Linked DNA regions of Mus musculus: region 2 is linked to region 1. The links are chromatin contacts, called in public HiChIP or PLAC-seq maps. All regions are on one chromosome and are shown on one strand. Each heading gives the region's core, a stretch centred on a gene start, on an enhancer-like site or on the middle of the called end of the contact. The rest is flanking DNA. Distances are from core to core; before and after follow the strand shown. Region 1 has its middle 43 kb from the start of Gm27217. Region 2 holds the start of Rab5a (RAB5A, member RAS oncogene family).

Region 1 (5,637 bases), core at 2,131-4,630:
GCTCAATTCCACTAAGGGCTCTTTGAGAAACCCTTCAGAATTTACTGAAAAGTCACCTATGAAAAATGAGTACCTGGGGACTTCTCTAGAGGGGCTAATCTCTTATTGTAACAATGTCGCCTGAGAAATGAACTCTCCCATACAGCAGGAGCAAGCTCCTTGGGTTTACAGAGCATATTAATAGCAATGGGAGTGAGGTTGAGACAGTCAGCTCATGTAGAAGCTGTCCATCATAGCTGCTATAAAATGGGACTTGGACTGAGGGGTTATGGCAAGATCCCAAGAGGACTTGTTATACAGCCAATGGTTTAACCAGTTGGCTATCTAGTGATTTTTTAAGGGGTTGTGTTTTATGAGAAAGAGCTAGAATATAGAGGTGGTCCACTGATTGCCATCTTTGCTTTTCAAGTTTCCTACAGTCACACTAAGCATCCTCCTAGCATACCCCAGCCATTGGGTTGCTTCTCAGTGGCCTCCTGGAGGTACTTGCTATTAGCTCTGGCTTGGTTCTTCAGTTCTTCAGTCTATATGAGTAACTTACCCTGGCTGGCTCTTTCTTATCGTCAGTGTGTCTAAAGCTGATAAGAGAAGAGATGTCAAGAGATTATGTGATCAAACAGTTGTCTTAGGTAGTTTTTGTGATGAATTGCTGAGATGAAACACCAAAATAAAAAGCAACTTAAGGAAGAAAGAGTTTATTTGGCTTAAATATATGAATCACTGTCCATTGAGGGAAGCTACAGCAGAAATTCCAAACTGGACAGGAAGCTAGAGGCAGGAGCTGGTGTAGAATCTATTGAGGAACACTGACTGCCAGCTTGATGTGCATGGCTTTCTCAGCCTGCTTTCTTTTAGAACTCAGGATTACCAGCCCAGGAGTGGCACCACCCATACTAGGCGGGGCCCTCCCACATCAATGACAAGTTAAGAAAATGCCCTACAGGCTTTTCTACAGCTAAATCTGATATAGGCAATTTCTCCATTCAGGTTCCTTCCTCTCAGATGACTCCAGTTTGTTTCAAGTTGACAAAAACACTAACTAGCAGTAAAGTATTTACAGAACCAGGTGGCTTTGTCCTAATTATATATTTTAATTAATTAGTCTCATCAGAAATTACCATAAGGGCCACTGAGCATGTCATTTTTGTGACCTTCAATTTCAGCTGCCAAAGCTGCTTTCTGAAGATAAACTGACTGCTACCTAACTTATTTACTGCTTTGTATCCTATCTGACCTATCTGCTTATCTGGTCTGTAAACCTCATTATACAATGAAATGGGCTTTCATTTATTTTTTTCTTTTCAGAGTATAATTATAACATTACTTCCTTCTCATTCCTCCCCCCAAGCCCTCCCATCTATCATTCCTATCTCTTTCAAATGTGTGCTTCTTTTTCATTAAGTGTTATTACATGCATATATGTGTATATAGATCTAAATTACTAACTGTAACCTGCTCAGTCCATATAATGTTTCTTTTGTGTATGTTTCAGGGCTGAACATTGGCACTAAACAAACAATTGGTGTGCTCTTCCATGGGGAGGACCATGTCTCCCACACTAAACTTTCCATGGTTGCCTGTAGTTTCTTGTCTAGGGTTGAGGCATCCTTGTATTTCTCCCATCCAGTTTAGCAAGTTTAGCATGTCCTTCTCATTCAAGTCACATTTGGACTGCCATGTGGATGAGACTTCATGGTTGTACCGTCTGATATTATTAAGAGACACAAACTCACAGGAAACTCCCAGATCCTCTGTTTCTTATAATGTTTCTTCTGCATTTTTACTGGCTGTGATTTTCTTTGGTGGTCTTTGTCTGTAACAAAGAGAAGGTTCTTGGATGAGTATTGAAGACTACACTTACTTGTAGCTATAAGGACAAATGTTTATAGATTTAGGGTCATAATTATATTGGCTTAGTAAATCTGGTCATAGATTCTCCTCCAATAACCATGAACTTGCTAGCACTTGGTAGCTAGCTAGGTTTCCAGTATCAGAAATGCCTTTCCTCTTGTTTTGTGGGTCTTAACTCCAATTACAGAGCTGTTGGTTACTTCCAGGATATGTGTACCACTACTCCCTGCACCTTAGGGTTATTGTGTCATACTGGCCATTGATGTGGGTCATAGGTGTCATGTCTGGGTAGGACGGCTGGTTGCCTTCGTCCTTTGGAAACTTGCATGATTCCTTCTGGTGTCATAAAACCTAGCGCTTGGGAAGGGTTTTCAGGTCAGCCCCAGCTCGGAAGCCTCTGGTCATTGTTTCTGAAGTGCACACTATCTTCAGCAATGGAGGCTTACCTTTCATTTCTGGTGCTGGAGGAGTAACCAAGGGTATCCGTGATAGGTTGTGTGTTTTGGGAGCCTCTTAGAGAGCCCTGACTCCATTTTTTTTCTCTTTTCAATCACTCAGGCAGTTTTATTATTTCCCTTCATTTTGGCGCATTGAGTGTAACTTGGGAGGGTGGGCAGTGGAGCCTTACCAGCAGGTGCTTTGTCCTCACAAACCATTTGGGAGTGCTCCTGCTTTTTGAAAACTCCTAATAACATTCATTTTTTCCCTCTCCTCACTTTTTTTCCCTCTCCCCACTTGTTTTCTTTTCTTTCCTTTTTTTTTTTTTTTTTTTTTTTTGGCCAATTCTCTGTGTTGATCCTTGAAATAATTTTTTTTTTCAGCATAGAAAAGAAAAGTACGCTTGTTTTGGATGATGCGTAGGAGAAATGAATCAACAGGGGTGGGGTTTTGATTCCTCATTTTTAAACTACAAACTGCGTGGTCTGAATAAAGCCTACAGCTTCCTCTGACTACACAACAAAGGAGACAAACATTCATTTTCTACAGGATGAAACATACCTCTTTGTATGGCATAGCTCTTGAAAGTGACACTCTTATGGCAGATAAACAAACTGTGGTGTGCAGCCTCTCCTCCCCTGATACTCAAAATCTGTATAATACTTTATATAGAGTAGCTAGGACCAAACCCAGGGAGACTGGCTGTCAGTAGCTCAGACTGTTTACCTAGCATCCTATATATACCCTTTTAGCTATCACCAAGAGATATTTTGTCGAGCCATGATGGTGTCAAGTATATAAATATCATTTATGCAAAATGTTTACATTTGTCTATTAAAGCAAGAAAATCTTTGTTGATTTGAATTTTTGAATGTGCAATCTAATTTCAACAATTTTGATTTCTTCCACAACTAAAAGACCAAGGATATGCTTATGTGTTTTCTTGCATAATGTTAAGAACCCCGAGTAAGAAAGCCATGAGTGGGAGGCAATGTTAATCATAGTGAGAGGTTTAATCTCTCACCAGACACCTCTAACAGTTATCTGTCATAGTGTGTGCGCGCTCCACTTGTTGGGGCTTTCTGCTATAAAGATGCAATCAAACTGCTAGCCACTAGATGGCAGTCATACCACATGAGTCCCCAGTCTAAGCGCATTCTTTAAGACTGAAACAAAATTAGTCATCATGTCAAAGTAAAACATATCTGGACTTAGTGGAAGAGGGTGCGCCTAGCCGTGCAGAGACTTGGTGTGCTAGGGTCGGGGAATCTCCAGGAGGGGGCTTCGTTCTTCGCAGAGAAGAAGGGGAGAGAGGGATAGGAGAAACGGAGTGTCCAAGGTGTCCTGGGAAAAGGGAGGGCAGCATTCAGGGCATAAATTGAATAAATTAATAAACTGATGGGAAAAATAAGAAATAATAAAATGATATTAAATTTAAGAAACAGTAGGACACTTAAGATGTGAGCCTAGACCTGATAATGGATCTACTTCTCTGATTACTGATCAGATGCTAGGACCTATGTTGACCCCAGGAATAAGGACTCGGCAGAGATTATAGCTAAAAGGAGCTGCTCGTGAGTGATTATCCACCTCTGCCCCACCCATCCCATTCAGTTAGAAGTCACTTCCTGTTCCTTGAGTAACTAGAATCATTTTGAATAACTCATTACAGAGAAATTCGGGAAATTAAAAATAGTTTATCTGCAATAACATACCAAAATAATTAATTTCATAAACATGTAAATTTATATGACTACAAGAAAATATATAATAGATGCTACATATTTATTTTGCTTTAGTAGAAGGGATTATTGTTGCAAAACAGAGCATTTGGGATGCAAATGCAAATTTGTCGTAACATACATGCGTTCATTTAATGCTTAGCGTCCTCAACTTTGCTCTCATTCAAGAAATGCATCTTCTGAGATTGCCCTTGACACATTCAACACAAGGCCCCAGAGTGCCGTAATAGTCTTCAGGGCACCACGCCTAGTGATGCATGCCTTTAATTCCAGAACTCGGAAGACTGAGTCGAGAAGACCACGCCAGCCAAGACTGTACAGACTTAGAGGATTGTGTGAAATATAGTGGGTATCTGCCTCAGGAAGAGGAGAAGGAAAGAAAATAAAACCAAGAGTTCAGTGACCCTTTCTTTTTCACAAGAACAGGAGTTGAAAGGGTTAAAAGAAAAATGAGTAACTCTCCATATTGCAGAATCCAGGAAGATAGATCCAGCCCTAGTATCTCATTGGTAAACCCCAACTATATTGCCTACTACACAGAAACTAGTTTATATACATTAGTCTCTAAAAGCTTTTTGTGGCCTCACTGTGGCTTGAATTTCCATGTATGTACAAAAGCATGCTTATGGCAATTAAACTCATTGGACAGTGACAACTGTAGAGACGATAGTACCATCTCACAGACCAGAGACCAAAATAGTATTTATCGCTTTCATTTTCCTTTGGTCTCCTACAGCTTTAACCAGACACTGCAAGGCTGCTGATGCTCCAATTTATCTTGCTGCAACTAGTAATTATCAAGGCAATAATTATGACATGGCATAGGTTTATAGGACAGTCTTTCATGTTTATTTCCCTAAAGATGAAACAACAACAACAATAACAACAGCAACAACAAAACTTTCTGGGAAACCTTGTGCTGATGGGAAACTCCAGGTTGGGGTACTGTGCAATGTCTGGTAACAACAATTGATTCTGAAATGTGATAATCAACCAATCACTGAAGAAGTCAAACAAATCCTTAAGTCAGAGAAAAACCTCTTTTTATCTGGTTCTCTTGGCTTTTGAACAAGTTTATGATTATATGCCTCTTACTTTCTTGGTGCACAATGCCTTGCTTTCTTCCTCCCTCCATTCTTTACAAAATTATGAATCCTTTAATGAGTTCCATGTCATTTTCTAAATAAGGATCATACTAAGGAATTCAGGCTACAAAGGCAAAGAACTCTTCGCCTAGAAGAGAACTTGGAAATAAAACTCCATTTTAAAAATGGATATGAAAGCCAAGACAATGGTTCAGTGTGTAAGAGAGCTGGCTATGCAAGCACATGGACCAGAGCTGACTCCCCAGTAACTCCAGAAAGAGCAAATGTGGCATGAACTCATATGACCTCATGGCTGGGAGGGATGAGACAAGAGGACTTCTGGGACTTTCTGGATGTTGGCCTAGCTCTGGATTCAGTGAAATCCTGTCTCAAAAAGAACAAGACAAAGTGTGGAGCAGAGACTGAAGGAATCACCATCCAGAGACTGCCCCACCTGGGGATCCATCTCATATACAATCACCAAACCCAGACACTTTTGTGGATGCCAACAAGTGCTTACT
Region 2 (5,637 bases), core at 1,813-4,312, 920 kb after region 1:
AGTCAAATATGGTGAGTAGCAGAAGCCAGAAGAAACAAATAATCTATACATACCTCAGGAGAGTCAAATCAGCAGCTTGGTTCGATTAGGAGAGGCTGAGCCCCTTGGGGGTGGAGAGTGTTATATATGTCCCTCCTGGTGACTGAAATGAAGACATAATATTTCCAAAGTGTGGTTGAGAAGAGTACAGCCAGGGACATCCAAAGGAGTCCAGAGCAGGGAGAGAAAGTAGTAGACTAAACGTGGCCAATCGACTTAACTGAACCATGAGAGGGGAGGGGAGAGAGAGAGAGAGAGAGAGAGAGAGAGCCAAGAGCAGAAGACCAAGAGAGTTACAGCCGCAATGGCAGGATTATATAGAAAACAAATGCTAAGGGAAGAAAAGCAAAGCCTGTGGGATGGAGAGGTTTAGGGGAGCAGGCAGGGTAAGAAGAGCTGAGAGGAACCACAGATACTGAGTGAGCCTGAAGGCCAATCTTACACTGTTGGATGCTAATAAGCACCACAGTTAGCCATCTGTCCTATTTTCTTTGGGACTTGTTAACTCCAGTTCTCAGTATTCTACTCATGTTGCAGAATATTTGATTATACTGTGAACCCTGAGATTCTGTTGTTTACTGGATAAACCTGTCTCTAGTTGTGGTACGGTTCACCCTTAGCATATACTACTTTAATCCCTCTGGCTAGAATACAGACATGCCCTTAGTATATACCTTTAATCCCAAACAATGAGAATAAAATTAGTTTGTAGAAGGAAGCGCACATGTTTGAAAGCGATGTCTAATTGAATGGCAGACAAAGTGACAAATCAGAGAAAGATATGACAGAACAGGATATGCTCAACTCTCATGAAAAGAAAGAGAAGCTACTTGGGATGGGCAGTGCGGAGAGAAAGGAGGCAGTTGTACTGGGAAAGCTTTAGAGAGAAAGACTGAAGAGAGAGCAAGCTAGACACAGGTAAGACAGAACCCACCAGAAAATGAGGAGCCAGAAGATTAGAACATACCGCCTGAATTAGTTTGAGGCCAAGCAGAGCAAAAAGTCAAAGGCCGAGTGAGAAGCCAGGTTGAATTAGCTTGAAGAGGAGTTTGAGCTGGAACCTCGGAGCTTGAAGGCATTCTAGGCCTAGATTAGATTGTACAGAGGCTAGAAACTTCCAGGACCAGTCCTAGATTAGCCGACTGTGGCAGTATGCAGAGACAGCAATTACTTCAGGTAAATAAAGGATACTACTACCTAAGAGGGCAGGACATCCTCTTCTGAGAGCCATATGGTATAGAGACATATATTCAAGAAAACATTCATAAACATAAAATCAAATTTAAAAATGATTTTAAAGAAAGAGTACTTGAAGTTAAGGAGGAAAAGTCATGGTGGAATATGAGAGTATTTGGGGGAAAGGAAATTGGAAGGGTGGATTTGATCAAAGCATTCATGTCCGTGTGGTTTGTGTATAAAGGAAGTTTGTAGTGCCAGATGTATAAACTGAGGCCACGACTACTCAAAGGCATGCTTGTTTGAAGGGAAGGAAGGGTTTTGTTGTAGGTATGAGGGAAAGTACAGCCAGAGGCATCTGGAAAAATCCAGAGCTGGGAGAGAAAAGTGTAGACTGGACATGGCCATGGGGTGGGATGGGGTAGTGAGACAGGAAGACAAAGGAGCAAAGGAGGCCACAGGAGAGGGGAGCGGGAAGGAGAGAGGGAGAGGGAGAGGGAGGGAGAGAGAGAGAGAGAGAGAGAGAGAGAGAGAGAGAGAGAGAGAGAGTCAAATAGTAGGGTTACATGGGAATGAGAAACTAGAAGAGGGAAGCTCATGACTTGGAGAAGTTTAGGGTAGGAAGTGGGGTGAGAAGAGCCACAGGTACTGAGTAAATCAGAAGGCTAGCCTTGTGTTTTGGTATGCTAATAGGCACCACAGAACCTTTCTGACAGAGACAAGGAATGACTCTTTTGATAGAAACCAGTGCCAGAATTTAGGGGAGTGGAGTATTTGGACCTATGCGGATCAAGGGAACGTCTTAAATAGGTGTGCTGTGGGCAGCCATAAACATCTTGGGCTGCTGTTCATTGGAATCTTAAGAACTAGTGTTATGGAGCCGGCTGCAGGCTAGACTATATCTAACCTGTGATCGTGGCCAAATTATTTGCCTCCCTCATTCATTCCACAAACATGCCAGGACTCTGTGTGCTTATCAACTGTGCTTATCAATGGGTGTGTGTGTGTGTGTGAGAGAGAGAGAGAGAGAGAGAGAGAGAGAGAGAGAGATCACTCCAAAATGTTTACTACTTAGTTCAATGGGGAATTCCAAATAAACGCTAATTATTAGGATTTCCTCCTTTTCACTCAAAAAACAAACAAAACAAAACAAAAAACCACACACACAGGTAAACTCTCAATAAAAGCAAGTTATTCTTTTGAGGTTTGCTGTCTAAAGGCAGCTTTTGAATTTAAGGGTCTTAATTCTCTCCGAGATCACAGACACGCCCATTCTCGGAAAAGCAGGGCATTTCCAGAGCCACAGGAGCCCTCGCTCGCCTAAACCCCTTTACTGAGCTGCTGAAGTGGTGTGAGAGGCCTGTGAGTGAACCATCAGACCGAAAATCGCCGCAATGGGAAGACAACCCAGGCTGACAATGGCAGTGGGGACCCTGTCAGCTCCGATGAGACCCATAAAACGCAGGTCTGGCCCACGCCTCTCGGGTTCCCAACCCGCCGGCTTAGAGCGCCGCCACCCAGATAACAATGGTGGTACTGAGGGTGGAGCCCCGGGGAGGAGGAAGGCAGAGCAAGGAAGTGAGTAGGTCTGGCCCCAGGGAATTGGAGAAGACACGTGACGCAACCCCACGCCCCCCTCTTCATTCCTGACGCTCCTGCCTCGCCTTGCAGCCGGAGCCCAAAGATGTCGGTTCAGATCAAGGAGGCGTTAGAGAGGGCCGAACTATTCTCCCTTAGCGCACCCGGGGATGTCACGTGACTTCGGCCCCGCCCCCTTAGGAAGCCGCTGCCGGCCTCCTGGGAGGGGCAGCGGCGGAAATGACGTCACGGCGTTCTTCGCTGCGTGCGGCTACGTGGCGGAGCCGGCGGAAGCAGTTCCTGCGCTGGAGCCCGAGTGTTTGTGTTTTGGTTCGTGAGGAGCCGGGGCGGTCTGAGGGGAGGAGACCGAGGGAGGAGGAGGAGGAGAACGACGACGACGAGGAAGAAGTCCTCGGAACTCGAGCGCGGCGACTCTGGAGGAGGAGGAGAAAGGAAGGCGGAACGGAGAGGCGGAGACGCAGCCCGGCAGGGGCGGCGGCACGGCGGGCGGCGCTCAGAGTCCCGCGCCGGCCAGGGTGAGAAGAAGGAGCGAGCAGGCGACGCCGCCGCTGCAGCCGCGGCGCATCCGATCTCCGGGCCGGGCCGGGCCGTGCGTGGCCTCGCTGCCGGGAGACGCGGCCCAGGTAAGCCGCCGTCGGGGCGGGTCCCTGTGGTCCCGGGCCGGGCTTGGGGCCTCCAAGCCGCCGCGGGCCCTCAGCGCTTAGTGACTCATTCTTCTAGCAGCTTCGGGGCCTGGGACGTGGGGAATCCTCTGAGGGAGCGGCGGGTGGCACCCTCTTCCCTTCACAAGATGGCGCCGTGGGAAGAGCCTGGGGCCCTGGCGGTCTCCAGCCCGGTCTTTGGGGCTCTGTCCCGGCTACTGAGCCGGATCGCATCCGGGGTGACGGGGGTGGCTCAGGAGCGCGCCCACCAGGCCCAGCGGAGCTCCTGGCCCCGGCACCCCGGTTTGATTTCTCGGCTTCTTCCAGACAGGAACCCAGGCCTCCAGCAGGTGGGGATTGGGGAGCTCCGCCTACCTCTGACCGGCTTGGCCGGGCTGTGCGAGTAGTGGGATCCTCTGGTCCCTTCCGTGGGAGGTGGGAAGCCCGGGCCAAGGTGCGAGCAGGTTAACATCCTAACGCCTCCAGAAGTTTAAAGCTTTGACTGTCACTCTTGGCATATTAGTTTTTGCCTCGCCGAAATGGATTTAAAGTTCTGAATCAGTTGCCTTGCACGTAACTAATTAAAAAAAAAAAAACTGTTACATCTTCCAGAATATTGAGGTCTGCCCAGAATCGTTCTTAATGTAAAATTTGAACCCGTGGGGTTGTGAACAAAGTAGGCAGCACAACAGTGCCTGGCACAATTTAAGGGCTCAGTGCAATTTTTTTAATCAAAGACTTCCTAACTGTATAAAAAAACTATTTTAAAGATTGGAGATGCATATTATGCAAAAGTTTTCTTTGACGGAATAAAAGTACAAGTTATAAGTGCAGAACCTCTGTGCACTGAGCAGTAGCTTCACTGAACACCCCCAGCCCTCGCACTTAACATTAATACCATGTTCAACCTGTGTAGGTTTATACTTGGGCTTATTTCCGTTTGAGGTCTTTGGAAGTAAAAGATTTAGTAGCTTTGCACTTTAAAAGACACTGACTGTGAAGGCACCCCGCCTGTCATCCCAGCACTCTGGAAGCTGAGGTAGGTAGGATCAGGAGTCCAGGCCATCCGTAACCTATCCTGTGCTTGCCTAGGCGACAAGTCCCTGTCCCTCAAAAATGTGATCGGGATGTGGGGCAGGAAACAGTTTTTAAAAACTAAGTACAAAATTTTGTTTGTATTTTCTGTGAGAATCGATGTTTTCCCTGAGATTTTGGAAGTACCATAGGAATACAGAACAAGTTTTGTCCTGGATAAGTCATTTACTGTTTTATAGGTAAGGAACAATTGAGAAACATTTAAGCTGAAGGTATGTTGGTGCCTTTTTCAGTCTGTATGAAGTCTATTGATCTACAAGCATTAATTAATTAACTAATTCACCAAGAGGCCATTTTAATTGCCAGTTTCAAACACTGTGTACTTAGTAAGCACTGTATCAGAGACTAGATATGTTGTCTTATTTAATTCTTAACAGTTGCTGTGCAATGTTAGGGTATAATGAATATAGAAAATTTGAAAATTAAAACTTAGATTGACATAGCTGAGACTAGACTTCAGAATCTGGTTTGTTTTATGGATTGGGGAGAAATGGGAATTTTGCTTAATTACTTTTGACAAGCTCTCACAGTATAGTTCTGGGTGACTTGAAACATGCTTTGCAGGCCAGGCTAACTTGGAACACACAGCCATTCATCCACCTTTTTCTGGCCCTGGAGTGCTAGAATTAAAATCTTGGCCCACTGTGTCTGTTGTTTTGAGACAAGCCTTGCTAAATATTTCTGACTGGCATGCTTCTGTCTCAGCTTCTCAAGTTCTAGGACCACAGACAAGCTCCATCATGCCAGGATGAAATGGTAGTTTTATTTATGTGCTGTTGGTTAGAAGCAGCTCAAACATTTCATCTGTAAATGTGTTGGTATTTATTGGTAAAGATAGGAACTCTTCAAAGCTAGTAACTAGATTAGGCTAGAAGATGGTATCTTAAAAACGGAGCTGGGCTTGGTGTGGCATACCTTTAATTAGAGAACTCAGGAGGCAAAGGCAGATGTACTGATTGATCTCTGAGTTCAGGGACAGCCATGGCTAAACAGAGAGCCGTTGTCTTAAAACAACAAACAGATAGCACGGAGATCTTATGGATATATTCGTTAATGAATTTGTCATTATCAAGTGTTCCATGTATTA

What was found. HiChIP or PLAC-seq counts read pairs in DNA pulled down with a chosen protein or histone mark.
Region 2: an H3K27ac HiChIP or PLAC-seq map of double positive thymocytes shows a contact between it and region 1, with 6 times the contacts expected there. The contact joins the promoter of Rab5a here to the enhancer-like site in region 1. A contact is called at or near these places in 15 of 39 promoter capture datasets (the 3T3-L1 cell line, 3T3-L1-derived adipocytes, the C10 cell line and 8 more), 2 of 484 Hi-C or Micro-C datasets (cortical neurons and pre-hematopoietic stem cells) and 19 of 115 datasets of contacts at active chromatin or transcription factors (the 230-238 cell line, the NIH/3T3 cell line, SST interneurons and 15 more).

The regions. Positions count from the first base shown.
Region 1 is chr17:52,556,726-52,562,362 of GRCm38.p6, forward strand. No RefSeq gene overlaps it. Among named protein-coding and RNA genes, the nearest start is that of Gm27217, 43 kb to the right of the region's middle. Within about 2 kb of position 3,381, at least 13 of the 459 cell types and tissues checked have an H3K27ac peak or open chromatin away from gene starts, as enhancers often do. A contact at or near this core is called in double positive thymocytes and second pharyngeal arch cranial neural crest, where this site is marked.
Region 2 is chr17:53,476,172-53,481,808 of GRCm38.p6, forward strand. It overlaps Rab5a (RAB5A, member RAS oncogene family), which reads left to right and starts at 3,063. Exons shown (of 6, transcript NM_025887.4): 1 at 3,063-3,437.